Regions from separate parts of the Mus musculus genome. Here regions 2 and 3 are each linked to region 1. Evidence: chromatin contacts called from public HiChIP or PLAC-seq data. All regions are on one chromosome and are shown on one strand. The core of a region is the stretch at or near the end of the contact, and the rest is flanking DNA. Distances in the headings are between cores, read along the strand shown. Region 1 overlaps Tex2 (testis expressed gene 2). Region 2 overlaps Pecam1 (platelet/endothelial cell adhesion molecule 1). Region 3 overlaps Tex2 (testis expressed gene 2).

Region 1 (4,493 bases), core at 784-3,283:
CACACACCTGTACCCCCGATACTTGGAGGTGAGACAAAAGGATCCCTACAAGTCTGAGATAAATCCGGGCTGCAAATTAAATTCAAACCTAGCCTGGGGTACTGCAGCAAGACCCTCACTCAAAACACAAACCAAGAGGACACTGAAGGGTGGGACAAGGGCTCTCTTGTGTGTCCAAGTCACAGTTGTGATGTGTAAAGATGCGCCAGAGAGCTCTACTCCCCAACAACTTATTACAAGGTCTTGTCTGAGCACTCTGGCCAGCACTGTCACACTTAACCCTTCTGCCACCCTATCTACCTGTTCCAAGGAAAGAGGGACATCTGTCCCAAGAGATCTTAAGTCTAAAAACCCTGAGGAGCCTGCAGAGCTGGCTTAGGGGTTAAGAGCACTTGTTGCTCTTGCAAAGGACCTGAGTTTGGTTCACTGTTTCTACATATTAGATAAAAGAAATTTAGATCAAGACAAAGTAGTCCTGGCAACTTACCAGGTAACAAGGCAGAGCAGGACTCCCGCTGCAGGCCCACTCTACAGCACCGTGTGCGCTGCCTCTCTCTGCTGCTTCCCTCCACGAGGCAATCAGGAGTGGAGAGGCTTTCATGGCACCCCGCGTTTTAGGAGAGCCAGCCACTTAACAGCCAAGCCCACTACTGGGAAAACAGAGACTTTACCCTATCTACCTACACGGACGCTCACAACCATCTGTTACCCCGGCTCCAGGAGAGCTAATGCCCTCTTCAGACTTCTGCGGACATCAAACATGCAGTATTGTGTACATACATGCATTCAAACAAACATTCATACACATAAATATAAATAAATCTCAAAGGAGAAAAATAAAAAAGGGGGCGGAGGGGAGCAAAGAGGAAAGAGAGGGAAGGAAGGGAGAGAAGAAGGGAGGAAAAGAGGAAGGGAATACAGAATCGATCAGGCAAAAGCTGCACTGATTCCCTGAGCAGGCTACAACACCTCTGTCTATTATCACGGCTCTAAAGAACCTGTCTGTGGTAAACAGCAACCTGCTGAGGATATAGGCATGACATCATGCAGGTTTTCTTATCATTTAGGAAATCACAGATAGTAGCAAAAAGACACTCATTCTCCCTTGACACCAGCCATCTGTCCTGCCCTCTCTGCTCATCGATGCACCTATACGTAGAAGCAGACATTTGTGTATATGTTTGCTTGAGACAGTCTTACCAGGTAGCCTAAGCTGACCTCAAATGAAAATCCTCCTGCCTCAGCTTTTCTGTAAGTAAGCGTTCTGTTGCATGTACCAACCATGCAACGTCCACAATAGCACACCCTGCTCACAGATATTTCCGCCCTCAGGGAAGTGGGTGACAGTTTAGCCATGCCCTCTATGAGCCTCCATGTTGCCTGGTGGCTCTGTTCATGACTCAGTCTTTCCTTTTACACCGTCCAAGGGAGTGTAAGATTTACCCCTATGCAAACAATCCCATGGATCAGTCTATATGGCTCAAGGCACTACCAAACAGGAATTGATTTCAAAAGTAACACCTAGTTAAAACCAAATACTTATTTCTCCCGAATCATTCAATAAGACAAGTATTTGAAATTAACTGAGCATGTTTATCTTTCTTCACTTCACAAGTTACTCACTGCTACAAGTCTGTTTAGGGAAACACTCTAATGGCAATCACATCTTTCCAGCCCCAAGAGCAGAGGCAAGACGGTAAACACCCATCTGTACACCTCCTCAGAGTTCACAAAGCACCCAGCCTGGCCTCAGGGGGGCTAGGAGGAGGCAAGGATCTGATAATCACAGCCAGCGGGGACACAGCCAGCGGGGAGTCAAATCGGTTTGCAGATTAATCACAGAAGGATTTCCTAAGCCATGGGGTCCTGGGCTGACACCCTAGAAGAGAGGAACGACTCACCGATCGTGGTGGCACAACGGGAGAAAAGGAAATGACCTGAGGCTGGACCACAGCCATGGGGAATCCAAAGACATCCCTGGGGCCAAGTGCTATGACACAGCACACTGATGACCTGGTCACTGGAAGGGAATGAGGGACGCCTGAGATTGCACACAATCTGCATGCACATGTGGAACTGAGAGGCTCGGGAGCTCAGTCAGCCCTCACAAACTTCAGTGAGAAGTGCTGACAGCCCGGGCTAGTGTAGCCACATGGACAAAACAGATCTGAGTCAGGAGACACGGGTTGCCACTCTGGTGGGCTGGATGTGAAAGAAGCTATTCTTATGGATGGAGCCTGGGTCCTGGGATCAAAAGCTGGAAGGATGGAGCCATAGTAAGAGGGGACCCAGTGAGGTTTAAGAAGAATGCAGCAGGGTCAGTTTGAGACATCCGAGAGACTGAGACTATTGGTGACCTGGCCTTGTGGCTATCACAGGATGCCCAAGGTTCTGATTCAGGAACGAATAATTGCCAGAAAAATGGTGCCTGGAGCCCAAAACTAACAGAGGAGCCCAGACCTCATGCTGAACTGTGCCCGGTTTCTCACAAGTCCGAATGACAACGTGCAAGCATCATGTGTCTGTGTTTGAGAGCAAATGGTTGTGGGGGAGATGCAGGAAGGGAGGTGGAGGGGAGGGAAAGAGAGGGCATTCTGAAGATGTCTGCTAGCGTCTGACTTCACAAAATATCTCTCCAGATAAAGTTAATTCTGTCTGCTATTGATAATAAAATTCTTTAAAATTCTGGCACCCTCCTAATTGAATCTCACCAGCAAACATGAAACTTAGAAATGGAGGAAGAAAAATAACTGTTCTCTGAAATGAGCAGCATGAGAGAACTTTCACTGACGATTTATATCCCCAACACTCTGGGACACACAACCCTCTCCAGGGCTCAATGAGATAGAAACGAAGCCTCCTGTCTCCTAAGCAAGGAAACCAAGGCAGACAGAGAAATGGCCTAAGGCTTCACAGCCGGTACTCACACACAGAGTGGATACAGAATCCTAACAGGCCTGGGCACCCCTCCCTCTCTGCGGTGCTAAAGACCAGGTGTACACCGGGCCCTGCCAGGGGCATCGCCTGCTGGCCTGCTTACTGGGAACAGTCTTTCTTATTTGCTTGCACTGACTAGTTATTGTCTTAGCCTCAAGATAACTTTGGCGGGTTTTTGCGGCTTCCTCCTCCCTTGGAGATAGGGTCTCAACTCCTATAGCCCAGGCTGGCCGCAAACTCAAGGCAATGCCTTGCTCCAGCTTTCCCAGGGTCTAAGATTATAGATGTGAACCACTCCACACAGATAATCATAATTTTTAAAGAACATTTTTTTAATTAATTCAATCCTTTCTGCTATAATTTCTTTAAAGATTTTTGTTTTATTTTAAATTATGTATGTATGCGTGAGCGCAGTATCCCGAGGCCAGGAGGTATCAGGTTCCCTGCAGTGGCAGTTACAGACCAGTGTGCGCCACACAGCTTGAGTGCTGGGAACTGAATTCCGGCACTTTGTAAGAGCAGCTTCTGCTCTTAACTTCTAAGCCATCTCCAGCCTCTGAAGAGATTGTTCAACATCTGATCATTACCCCAAAGCTTTAAGTTTTACTTATAATTACTAAGAGAATTTAGATCAAAATATAAACTCAAGTTGGAAAAGGAAATCAAGTGTTTGTTTTCTATCAAACGCCTACGGCATGTTTCCAACTCAAACCGATGAAACAGGCGTAAACTGACTCCCTTAATTTACAAAGCAATTTTCCAAGCTGAGTTTATCTTTAAGCCAGACTCACAAAGTCTCTCATCAAGAGACAGTACTGCAAGGTGAAGTCCTTGCCAGGCCAGAGAAGGCTGACAGCTCAAACTGTCTGCTAAGGATTCTCTGTGTGCTCACAGGAAACACTGTATAGTCCTTACAGACACCACACTTCTGAGCTGCCCAGAAACAGAGTGGGGGTGCGAGGGGAGTGAGAGGGTAGGGATGGAGTGGTGGGGGAGGGGAGGGTGGGGATGGTGTGATAGGATGTGTGTGTATGTGACGAGATCATGACAATGAAGGACAAACAGTAACTCGTCAGCACATGGAAGACAGCGTTTAAACCCCATTTGCCACAGCAGTAGAGGTCCTCCCTCCATGCTTGTGTTGTAGTGTTCTTTTGTTTGAGACGACCCTGGTAAACCTCATACTCACTATTGTAGCCTAGGCAGGCTTTAAACTGGTGGCAATCCTCCTGCCCTCCTCTTGAGTGGCGTCATACTCAGCTAGTCCATCCGTCATCTTTGATATGGATGGACGGACAGATGGACAGACATACGTGTGTACATGCACACACGTTTCCAAGCCTACCATTCATTTTCTAGGTGCCTGAGATAACTAATGGCACTTGCCCACCCTTTCCTAGCTCAGACTTGGCAAGAGTGAAAGAAGTGATGCTGGAGTACAAGACGGTAGACTAGGGCCACATGGCTTCAGGCTGCTCAGAGGGGTGCCGGACGGTGGAGAGTGCGCTCCACCTGCAACCCCGCATCAACCCTCCATCTGCCCTCACCAGCCTACA
Region 2 (4,493 bases), core at 866-3,365, 86 kb after region 1:
GCACTCATGTATATACAGACATACGTATATCTAGAGACACCGAGGAAGCAGGACAAAACCGGAACACATCCTAGGTTTCTGATACTTGCAGGGAAGACCAGGAAGTCTCCTTGCACAGCTGGATGGGTTTGGGCTAGCCCCCTCCTCTGCCTATCTCCCTCAGAGAGCCTGAGATGTCCTGCCACATGCTGTCCTTATTGCAGATGCCTGGGGCCCCACATGGATTCTAACTACACCAAAGATACTTTCTCACTTTGCTGTGAGGCCACTCCTACAGTGACCTCTTCCTTTCTCTGGCCTCTGAGCCCTTCCATTTCTGACGCGGTTCCTTCTCTTGCAGCATCACCCCAACAGCCATATGCATATATACCCCCAATATTTGCATCTTCTGTGCCCTGAGCTGTTCCATGGGCTCTTGTGACCCCAGAGCAGTTTGGTGACATTTACCCAAAGCATGCTTGCTTTCTTTGTTCCCACAGTTGTCTGCCCTGGTGGATTCCCAAGGTCTTATAGAGCAAAGGCCCAGCTTAGGCTCCACCCCACCCCACCAGTCAGGCTTTGCATAGTCTTCCAGTCAGTCTTGGCTATCCCTAGCATTGTCTGCAAGGTAATGAAGGAAAAGCATCAGCCCAGGCCCTGAAGCATTGCCGACCTTGAACTTCAGAAGGTCGAGGCACAGTTAGCCCCTTCCTGAGATTTCCTGTCTATGTAATAAGGAGCACGCCACAGGACTGGTAGGTAGGCTGTGGGACTAAAGTCTAGGTTTCTCATTAGACACTGGATGTGGGTGGCTGTATAAATCCTGTATGACAGAGAAAGGCCAGGAGTGGTCCACATCATCACAGCAGAACTTGGGGCACCCAGAATGATGAAGGCGTTGCAGAAGGAATTAAAGTCACTTCCCAAGGCAGGAGTTGGAGGTCAGTAAAGTAGCTGAGATCCCAGTTCCCCAGTGTAAAGACATCTGCCTAAGAGAACTATTGAGAAACAACAGGATCCCATGCAAGCAGAGACTGAAACTCCAGGCGTCTCCAAGACGCCTTCTACACACCAAGAGATCCATTTAACGACTGTACACATCTCCTATGTGACCTCAACCACTAAAGAAGAAAATGTAGATCCGGTTCTAGCTTTCAGGTGCTCTAGGCTTCAGGGAAGACAGATGTGCCAAGAATGTTAATGAGCTGAAGATGTGGTTCAGTGATACAGTACCAGCTCAGCATGTGCAAGGCTCTGGGTTCAAGCCCCAGTGCAAGCAAACAAATAAACAAACAAATACCACAGGGCTGGGAGATGGCTCAGTGGGTAAGAGCACTTGCTGCACAAACGTAAGAACCTGAGCTGGAATCCTGAACCCAAATCCCAGACAATCTGGGGCATAGCTGTAGGCACCTATAACCCCAGCAATTGTTAGGGGCAGAGGTAAGAGGGCTGACTGCTAGGGTTGGCTGGCTGCCAGCCTAGATCCAGGATCAGCAGGAGACTGTCTCAAAAGAATAAGGTAGTGGGAGACTGAGCATAAATTAGACACCTGACATAAATTAGAGTCCATGACTTCTGCATGTACTCAGAGACAGGTGTATCCTAACACACAACACACACACACACACACACACACACACACACAGCTAAAAATAACTGCGTGATAACTGCTATAAGATGTCGTCCATAAGAAGCAAGTCTAGACCTTCCTCTGCCCTAGCCTAACAAGGAGCTAGGATAGAAGGGACATGAATTGGGATGAGGGTGAGGTGAGGGCTGGGTGGGCTGGGCAGCCAAACATGGGTGGGGTTAGCCTGGACATCTTGTGAACTCCACTGTTCCAGGTACCTCTCTGGTCTCCTTGGCAACAGTTTGATATTCTCTGGACCTCAGCGGCTTCAGGCTGTGCCTACCTCAAGTCAGGAAGGGATGCTTTCCACTTCTAGACTGAGCTGCATGGTCTATGCTTGCCCCTGGTTTTGCCCAGCTCAGTAAGAGGGGGTGGGGGCGGGGGTAGGGGAGGAGCAGGGTGCAGCTGCTCACTGCCCTTCCCCCTCTCATGTCTCCTTGGCAGCAGCTGCCTGCTAAAGACTAGCCCAGGCCAGGAGCTGTTTGTCTCTGCTTGTCAGAGGCGTTTCCTGATGGGTCTCTATTTTGGTTTCTGTTTTTCTCTGTGCTAACAGAGAAAGAGACGGCTCCAACGTCATGGGGTTTTCCCAGCAATTAGCCTCGGAGCAAACAGACAGCAAATCGGGATTTAATGAGTTCCTTCCCGTCCTCCTCCATCCGCAGTGACCACTTGGTGAGCTGCCAGCCAGGGTTAGATCTGGACCCGGTCCCCATAGCCTCCTCCAATTGTGTAGGATGAGAGACCTTGAGAACAGGGGACCAGGCTGGCAGGCACTAGCTCATATTTAGTCATCATTGACCTTGAACCCACAAAGCCCTTCTTTCTTCACCTAGCAATCAATGCCCTTGTCCCTGCTTGGGGGAGAACAAGGGGCCAGCACCAGTGGTCCAGACCTGAGTTCCTCACTGTCCTTCTTCAACAAGGAGGAAACACAATTTGTATCCTCTTAAGTTCCCCTTGCCACCCAAACGACCTTTGTTCTAGAATCTTCCCCAGAGCCCTGACTGGGCAACTAGTGCAAGCTGGGAAATGTAACTGATAGCTTGGCTGCAAGGGACGGCTGCAGAATCTATCGAGGGAAGCCAGAGGCAATTGCCACGGTCCCACCCTATTCTAGGAACTGCCACACTTCCTCTATTCAATCCTTCCACACTCTCAAGAAAGCAAAAGAACACCAGATACAAGGACACTCTCCCAACAAAAGGGAAATGGAGCCTTTCCCAGGGCCAGTGATGCTTCCTTCTTCCCTCTTCAGCTTTCGGAACTCCCAGCGCACAGGCACGCGCTCCCACACAAGTATCATGCACAACCCTCAGGCTGCTGCCTGCCCAGACCTGGGCCTGGACCACTGTGGGAGGATGGATTCAGCCTGGTATCCGAGCCCGGGGTGACAGGCAACTTGAGGATGTTCTGTACAGACAAGAGAGCAGGGATTTGGTCCCCTGTGCCTGGAGCTGTCAGTGTTCCCCCACCACGGTAGAATGCAGCAGTCCAGAACAGAAAGGATGGTGTAGCCGGCTCTGATCTTGCCATTCAACCCTTAAGCTAGCACCTTCCCTTACCTCTAGGAAGAAGAAAGATGTTACCTGGGTTGGCAAGCCCAGGATGCAGTCGAAGCCCAGGCTGGACCAGTGACAGCTGATACTGATCACTCTACAGTTTCATCTGTCCTGGCTTGCCTCTGAGCTCCAGACCCCTGAGCTTCCTACTCTAGGGTGTCTCACCGGCATCTTAGACTTAACCCAGTCAAACCGGATCTTATCCTCAAACACCACAGCCGTCCATGCAGCTACTCCAGCAAGAAATATAGGGACTCTGGCTCCCCAATCCTGGCCACGAGCTGTGATGGATCTCAGATGTGCACCTAGACACCATCCATTTCTGGCACCCACTATCTCTTGCACAGTGATAGCACATCTGTCTTGTTCTTCTTCAGGCCACTTCCTTGATGGTCCTGAGTTTGCTTTTGTATGTATATATGTATGTATGTATGTATGTATGTATGTATGTATGTATGTATGGTATGTGTGCAGTGGTTGTATGTCTTGGGAGGACTAACATGTATGGAGGTCTGAGAAAGACTGGGAATCTTTCTCAATAGTTCCCCAGATTTGTGACTCTATGGGACTTCTGTGTGTGCATGTATGCATGTGTGTGTGATTGCGTGTATGTGTGTGTGGTTGTGTGTCTGTGTGTGTGTGTATTCCTTAGCTTTTCTTTGATTTCCTCTATTCTGGTTTGTTCATTATTGTATTGTGTTTTACCTCATTTTTTACGGATGCCTGTTTTTTTTCTAATGAGAGAGAGAGAGAGAGAGAGTAAGAGAGAGAGAGAGAGAGAGAGAGAGAGAGAGAGAGAGAATGGCCGGGTGGTGGTGGCACACGCCTTTAATCCCAGTACTCGGGAGGCAGAGGCAGGCAGATTTCTGAGTTCCAGGCCAGCCTGGTCTACAGAGTGAATTCCAGGACAGCCAGGGCTATACAGAGAAACCCTGTCTCCAAAACAAAACAAAACTGAATATAGTGTATGGAAAAAAAAATCTAGTATCAATACAAACAACAGTTCTTCACCATATTCATGGAGGCTGAATGTGGACATGGCTGGTCTAGCTAGCCAGCTTGCCCTGGGAAGCCCCTGTCTGTTTTTTGAGGAATACTGGAATTACAGGAGGGCCATCACACTCACTCAGTATTTATGTGGGTTCTTGAGACCCACACTCCAGTCCTTACACTGACAAGATAAGGCCTCCCTATCTATCCACTGAACTCCTCCAGAGTCCCTAAGAATTTTTTTTTAAAGAAGGAGCTCAGAACCAGCCATTGCCCAGCCTGAAGCCTCCAGAAATGTTCCCTTATGTTCCCTTATCCGTTTAGAATAGGAC
Region 3 (4,493 bases), core at 966-3,465, 74 kb before region 1:
ACCAACTGGGCTGGGCACACATCTGTGCTCTCTTCTCACCTTCTGTACAATTTCGAAGAGAGCAGACTGCTATTCACTTATAAGTTTCTGAATTACCTGGTGCTGTAAACCTTAGGTTTCTTTATTTCCTTTTAAATAATGTAGAGGTCTTTACAGAAAGGCATGAGATATACTCTGACCATTACATTGCCAAAGGAACAGACCCAGAGAGCCCCCAGAGGAAGTTCACGATCCAGAAGAGCAGCTAGGTCATCCACAGTCTCAAAAGTCACAAAAGAAATAACCCAAGCATCTGAGCTCCATAGAGAGCAACAGCGAGCAGATGAGGCTGTGATGTGCAGGGTTCCTTTCTCTCTGGACCACCAGGGGGAGGTGGTATGCAGTCTGCACTCTCTGAAGACCTGGCAGCACTTCTGGAGACAAGCCTTTCCTTCAAAGCCTCTTATATTTACTCACACTGCAAGGCAAAGCCAAAGTCTTCCCTTTAGGGTGTTTTACTCAGTGTGCAGGAAGAAGCTGAGAGGGGAAGGGAAAGACAGGCTGACTCCTGGCTGCTCCCTTGACCACCAGAGCCTCCAGAAGCCCCATCCACTCACCCTTCAGCCCCGGGGAGCGGCTGTTTGTCTCCAGCAGTGGGTTCTGGTGGGTCATCTTCCTCAGAGGAGCCAGCACTGGAGGATTCTTCATCACTGTCAGCCAGACAGTATGCCCTGGGCCTGCAACTGCATAGAAAGGAAGTCACCGGCAGTGCACGAATGTGCAAATGCGCTCGCACACACACAGAGGGTCAAGAAGAAACCTCTGTCATATGTTGTCAATGTCACTAAGAGAATCCAAGAGTTCTTGGATTGGCTGCTTACACAGTAAATTCTAGCACCAAGTCCCCTGACAGGATTGCAGAGGACTTGAGCTCAGAACAGTTTGCTTTTGAGCATGCACCAGAGAGACAGGTGGTAGAGTGGGATGGAGTCACATAAAATGTAGGAGCCAGGTCGCGGTGGTGGTGGTGGGGTAAATGGAAGAATGGACAGTTAGCGGCAGTTATGATGGCAGCTTAATGCTGGTGATGTGACAGCCTTACTAAGGATGAGGGGTGCAGGCAAGTCTCTTGTCTATGGCTTAATCGCCCCTCAGATTAGTTTTGACTGAACTGGTAAGATTAGATACATTACACCATGTCTGCTCCATCTCCTGGGGATGGGGTCACAGAGAAAGCCCAAAGCCACAAGATGCCAAGTCTCAAGGGACTCAAAAAAAAAAAAAAAACAAAAAAAAAAAAACACCTGACATAGATCTTAGGTACTTTTAGAGGCCAGGCTTTCTAGCCCCTTTATAGATCACTGCTCTTCATTAAACTCTTTAGGGTTCCAGAGGGTCCCCAGCAGAGCTGTGGGATCAAGGTTTCCTTCTGAGGTGCGAGGTGCACCGGAGGCTTCCTGACCTAGCAAAGGTGTCTGCCTGCTTACGAGATTACTACCCGGGCCCCATCTCTATAGCTCAGGGACTTAGCTAGGCATGCCAGGGACAAAGGACAGAGCTGCCTCTGAACACTATTGAGCAACAAAATGATCACTAAACACAGCCTTGTACTGCTGACCAGGGCAAAGTACTCAGAAAAGACCGTGCAGCTTAGGCCCAGCCTCCCTGTTGCCACTGCCCTCAGGTTCTCAACACCTCCTTAAGCCACTAGAAATCCACTGGGGTAACTGTCTCCTGATTAATGGGGGTCAAGGGCAGAGCACACAGCCGATGCATGAGAGGGCCAGGCTGAGCCTCTCACCCTGAAACCAGAGCAGGCTGTAAGAAGATCCCACTGATGTCCTCCCAGGCAGGACACAGAAATCCGGCTCACCCCGACTCTGAAATGGAGCCAGAGCTGCACCCACATGCTGGACTTCAATGTTGAAGGGGATGTCCCTTTGAGAAGCCCCTCCTCATCTGAAATATCTGCTTCCTGTTCCCCCAACAGGCCAGGTTAGTTTAGAATGCTTCTGTGATGTGCCCTTTATGTTCAGAACTGCCTAGGAGAGCCTGTGGGAAGGCCACCCTCACAGATCTCTTGGGTTTCAAATCTATACAGAAAATTCAATTCTCAAAAAAACTCTGAACTGGGTTTTTAAGATAAGGAGAATCAGAAATGTAAACTGTCAGAGATTACACAACCGACCCATATCTGCACCAAACAGCTGTGTTGCCAGCCTTCAAGCCTCATGCGGCCAGGTGTGGAAGCTGGCTTAACACACAGCCTAGCACGGGGCAGGCCCTCATCCATACACAGCACAAAGCGTCTGAGATCACAGTGAGATCTGCTGAGCCGTGGACCCTCATGTCCCCACCAGTGAGCTGAGCTCTGCACTGAGCTCTGAGGGCCCGGAATGAATGAATCCTCTGCAGGACAGAGGCCAAGCTGCACTCCGCAGCCTCAAGAGAGTGATTCGGATACTGTTGCCTAGGCTACCAGATGATGTGGAGTCCGATCTTGACTAAATGCATTTCTATCATCCAAAATAGGAGTCGTGTTTCGTGGAACCTAGGACCACTGTGTGACTAATGTTTGGCTCAGACACAGTTTTTACAACTAAATGTGCATGTTATGCCCTCGACCTTATGACGTCAACAAGAACTTTAGGGACACAGTATACGTGCTCAGAACAAATGTGTAGGAGGTGAGTACTGGCTCTAAACACAACTCAGTGTTCTATCCTCTCAGAGAGCCACTAAACAGGCTCATTCCAGTTACGCGGCCTCTGGTAAAAACCACTTGAGAAATGTGCCTAGAGTCAGACACAAGAGAAAGTAAATTATTTTATCATGGTCTGTCTTGGGCTTTTTAAAAATTTCTTTCTTGAGATGAGGTCTCACTTTGTAGTCCAGGCTGGCCTGGAACTCACTATGTAGCCTATGCTGGCTTCAGACTCCGGCTAAGTCTCATCCTCAGGGTCTCAAGAGTTGGGATTGCCAGCATGAACTACCATGCCTGGCTCAAATGTTTTATTTCTTGTTCAAATAATCATTATCACTTCTGGCAACTTCCAGCAGTCAGTCAGCCTATCTGTGTGTCTGGCTCTCTCTTTTTGCCTGGACACAGGTCTGTGTTATATGCATGTGCAGTGCCTACTGAGGCCAGAAGACAACAGAGGGCCTTGGAACTGGAGTTACAAATGGTTGTGAGCTTCTGTGTGGGTGCTGGGATTTGAACTCTAGTCCTTTGGAAGAATGGTTGAGCTAGCTCTCCAGCCCCATTCCAGCAGTTTCTTAGACTACCAGTAAAGCAGGCTGACTGCTATCGCTTTGGAGTAGTTAAAAGAATGACACAGATGCCAGAGGCTACTGTAAAAAGCCTTTCAGTGAGGAGTAAATAAACATACTCAACAGCCCTGGGTGGGGCCCTCACTCGCCGCAGAAGGCATTCACTTTCTTTTACTAAAAAGAAACCAGAGTCGGGTGAGGTGGCGCACGTCTTTAATCACAGCACTCCGGAGGCAGAGGCAGGCGGATTTCTGAGTTCGAGGCCAGCCTGGTCTACAAAGTGAGCTCCAGGACAGCCAGGGCTATACAGAGAAACCCTGTCTCGAAACAACAACAACAAAAAAACCAAACAAAAACAAAAAAAGAAACCAGCCTCATGTATTCTTAGCTGCATATGCATTTAGACACACACAACCAGGACAAGACCTAGTCATGGTATACATGGTATACTTGGCTCCTGGGAAGATCAGAAGCCTAGGTAAGGGGGAGAAAACTACACACTGGCCCAAGCTGCACTGAGTACATTGCAGAACCACCCCACTATCCATTTAAAGGATCGGTCATGTAGGATGCATTCCTTCTGACTTATTTAAAGGCCTTTTGATGTGTTTATAAAAAGATAGAGAAGTATAAGATATGTTCTATGGGAGTGTGGCGAGGTATGGGGGAAAGAGGTGTCTCAGCGGGCCCATGCAGAGGCATCTCTTCCCCCTGAGGGACGAGCTAGTATAGACTAGAGTTTATTTAGGGCATGGGGAGGGGAGTTAAGAGGATAGTAGAGGCAGAGAAAGGCAGAGCGAGGGAGAGAGTAGAGAAGTAGAGGTTGGCCATGACCACGTGTGTGTGTGTGTGGGGGGGGGCAGTGGGGAGAGAAGGGAAGCAAGAGGGAGAGGCAAGAGAGAGGAGGGGGCAAGCAGCCCCTTTTCTAGTGGGTCAGGCACACCTGGCTGTTGCCAGGTAACTGTGGGATGGAGTATAGACAGAATGCTAACACCCTTTACAGGTTTCCCCCTAAAATGTAGACTCCTCCTTCCCTTCCACTCCCACAGTGCTGGGGATGGAGCCTAGGCTCTCACACATGCTTAGCTCTCCGCCTGAGCTACACTCCCGGTCCTTGAAATCCATTTTGACTGCCTTACTGCCCCAAAGTGGTTTAACTAGTGGGTGACCAGAAGACATGCTGTTTGTGGAAGTACAAGCTTGAAAGACAAATGCCCATAAATGACTTTCAGAAGGAGCCAAGT

The links. HiChIP or PLAC-seq counts read pairs in DNA pulled down with a chosen protein or histone mark.
Region 2: an HNF4G HiChIP or PLAC-seq map of pancreatic cancer cells shows a contact between it and region 1. The contact joins two enhancer-like sites. A contact is called at or near these places in 1 of 484 Hi-C or Micro-C datasets (the N1E-115 cell line), 2 of 115 datasets of contacts at active chromatin or transcription factors (embryonic stem cells and pancreatic cancer cells) and 3 of 9 other capture datasets (adipose tissue, liver and pancreatic islet).
Region 3: a contact with region 1 is called in an H3K27ac HiChIP or PLAC-seq map of hepatocytes, with 2.5 times the contacts expected there. The contact joins two enhancer-like sites. A contact is called at or near these places in 1 of 39 promoter capture datasets (liver), 17 of 484 Hi-C or Micro-C datasets (B cells, CD4 T cells, CD8 T cells and 10 more), 12 of 115 datasets of contacts at active chromatin or transcription factors (CD8 T cells, the HPC-7 cell line, the SCID.adh cell line and 8 more) and 3 of 9 other capture datasets (adipose tissue, liver and pancreatic islet).

Annotation. Positions count from the first base shown.
Region 1 is chr11:106,586,943-106,591,435 of GRCm38.p6, forward strand. The region is part of intron 1 of Tex2 (testis expressed gene 2); the gene reads right to left. Among named protein-coding and RNA genes, the nearest start is that of Tex2, 24 kb to the right of the region's middle. Within about 2 kb of position 2,034, at least 93 of the 459 cell types and tissues checked have an H3K27ac peak or open chromatin away from gene starts, as enhancers often do. A contact at or near this core is called in adipose tissue, hepatocytes, liver and 3 more, where this site is marked.
Region 2 is chr11:106,672,721-106,677,213 of GRCm38.p6, forward strand. The region is part of intron 13 of Pecam1 (platelet/endothelial cell adhesion molecule 1); the gene reads right to left. Among named protein-coding and RNA genes, the nearest start is that of Pecam1, 40 kb to the right of the region's middle. Within about 2 kb of position 2,116, at least 286 of the 459 cell types and tissues checked have an H3K27ac peak or open chromatin away from gene starts, as enhancers often do. A contact at or near this core is called in adipose tissue, liver, pancreatic cancer cells and 1 more, where this site is marked.
Region 3 is chr11:106,512,991-106,517,483 of GRCm38.p6, forward strand. Tex2 (testis expressed gene 2) reads right to left here. Exons shown (of 12, transcript NM_198292.3): 9 at 597-722. Among named protein-coding and RNA genes, the nearest start is that of Gm22711, 14 kb to the left of the region's middle. Within about 2 kb of position 2,216, at least 67 of the 459 cell types and tissues checked have an H3K27ac peak or open chromatin away from gene starts, as enhancers often do. A contact at or near this core is called in hepatocytes, liver and rod photoreceptor, where this site is marked.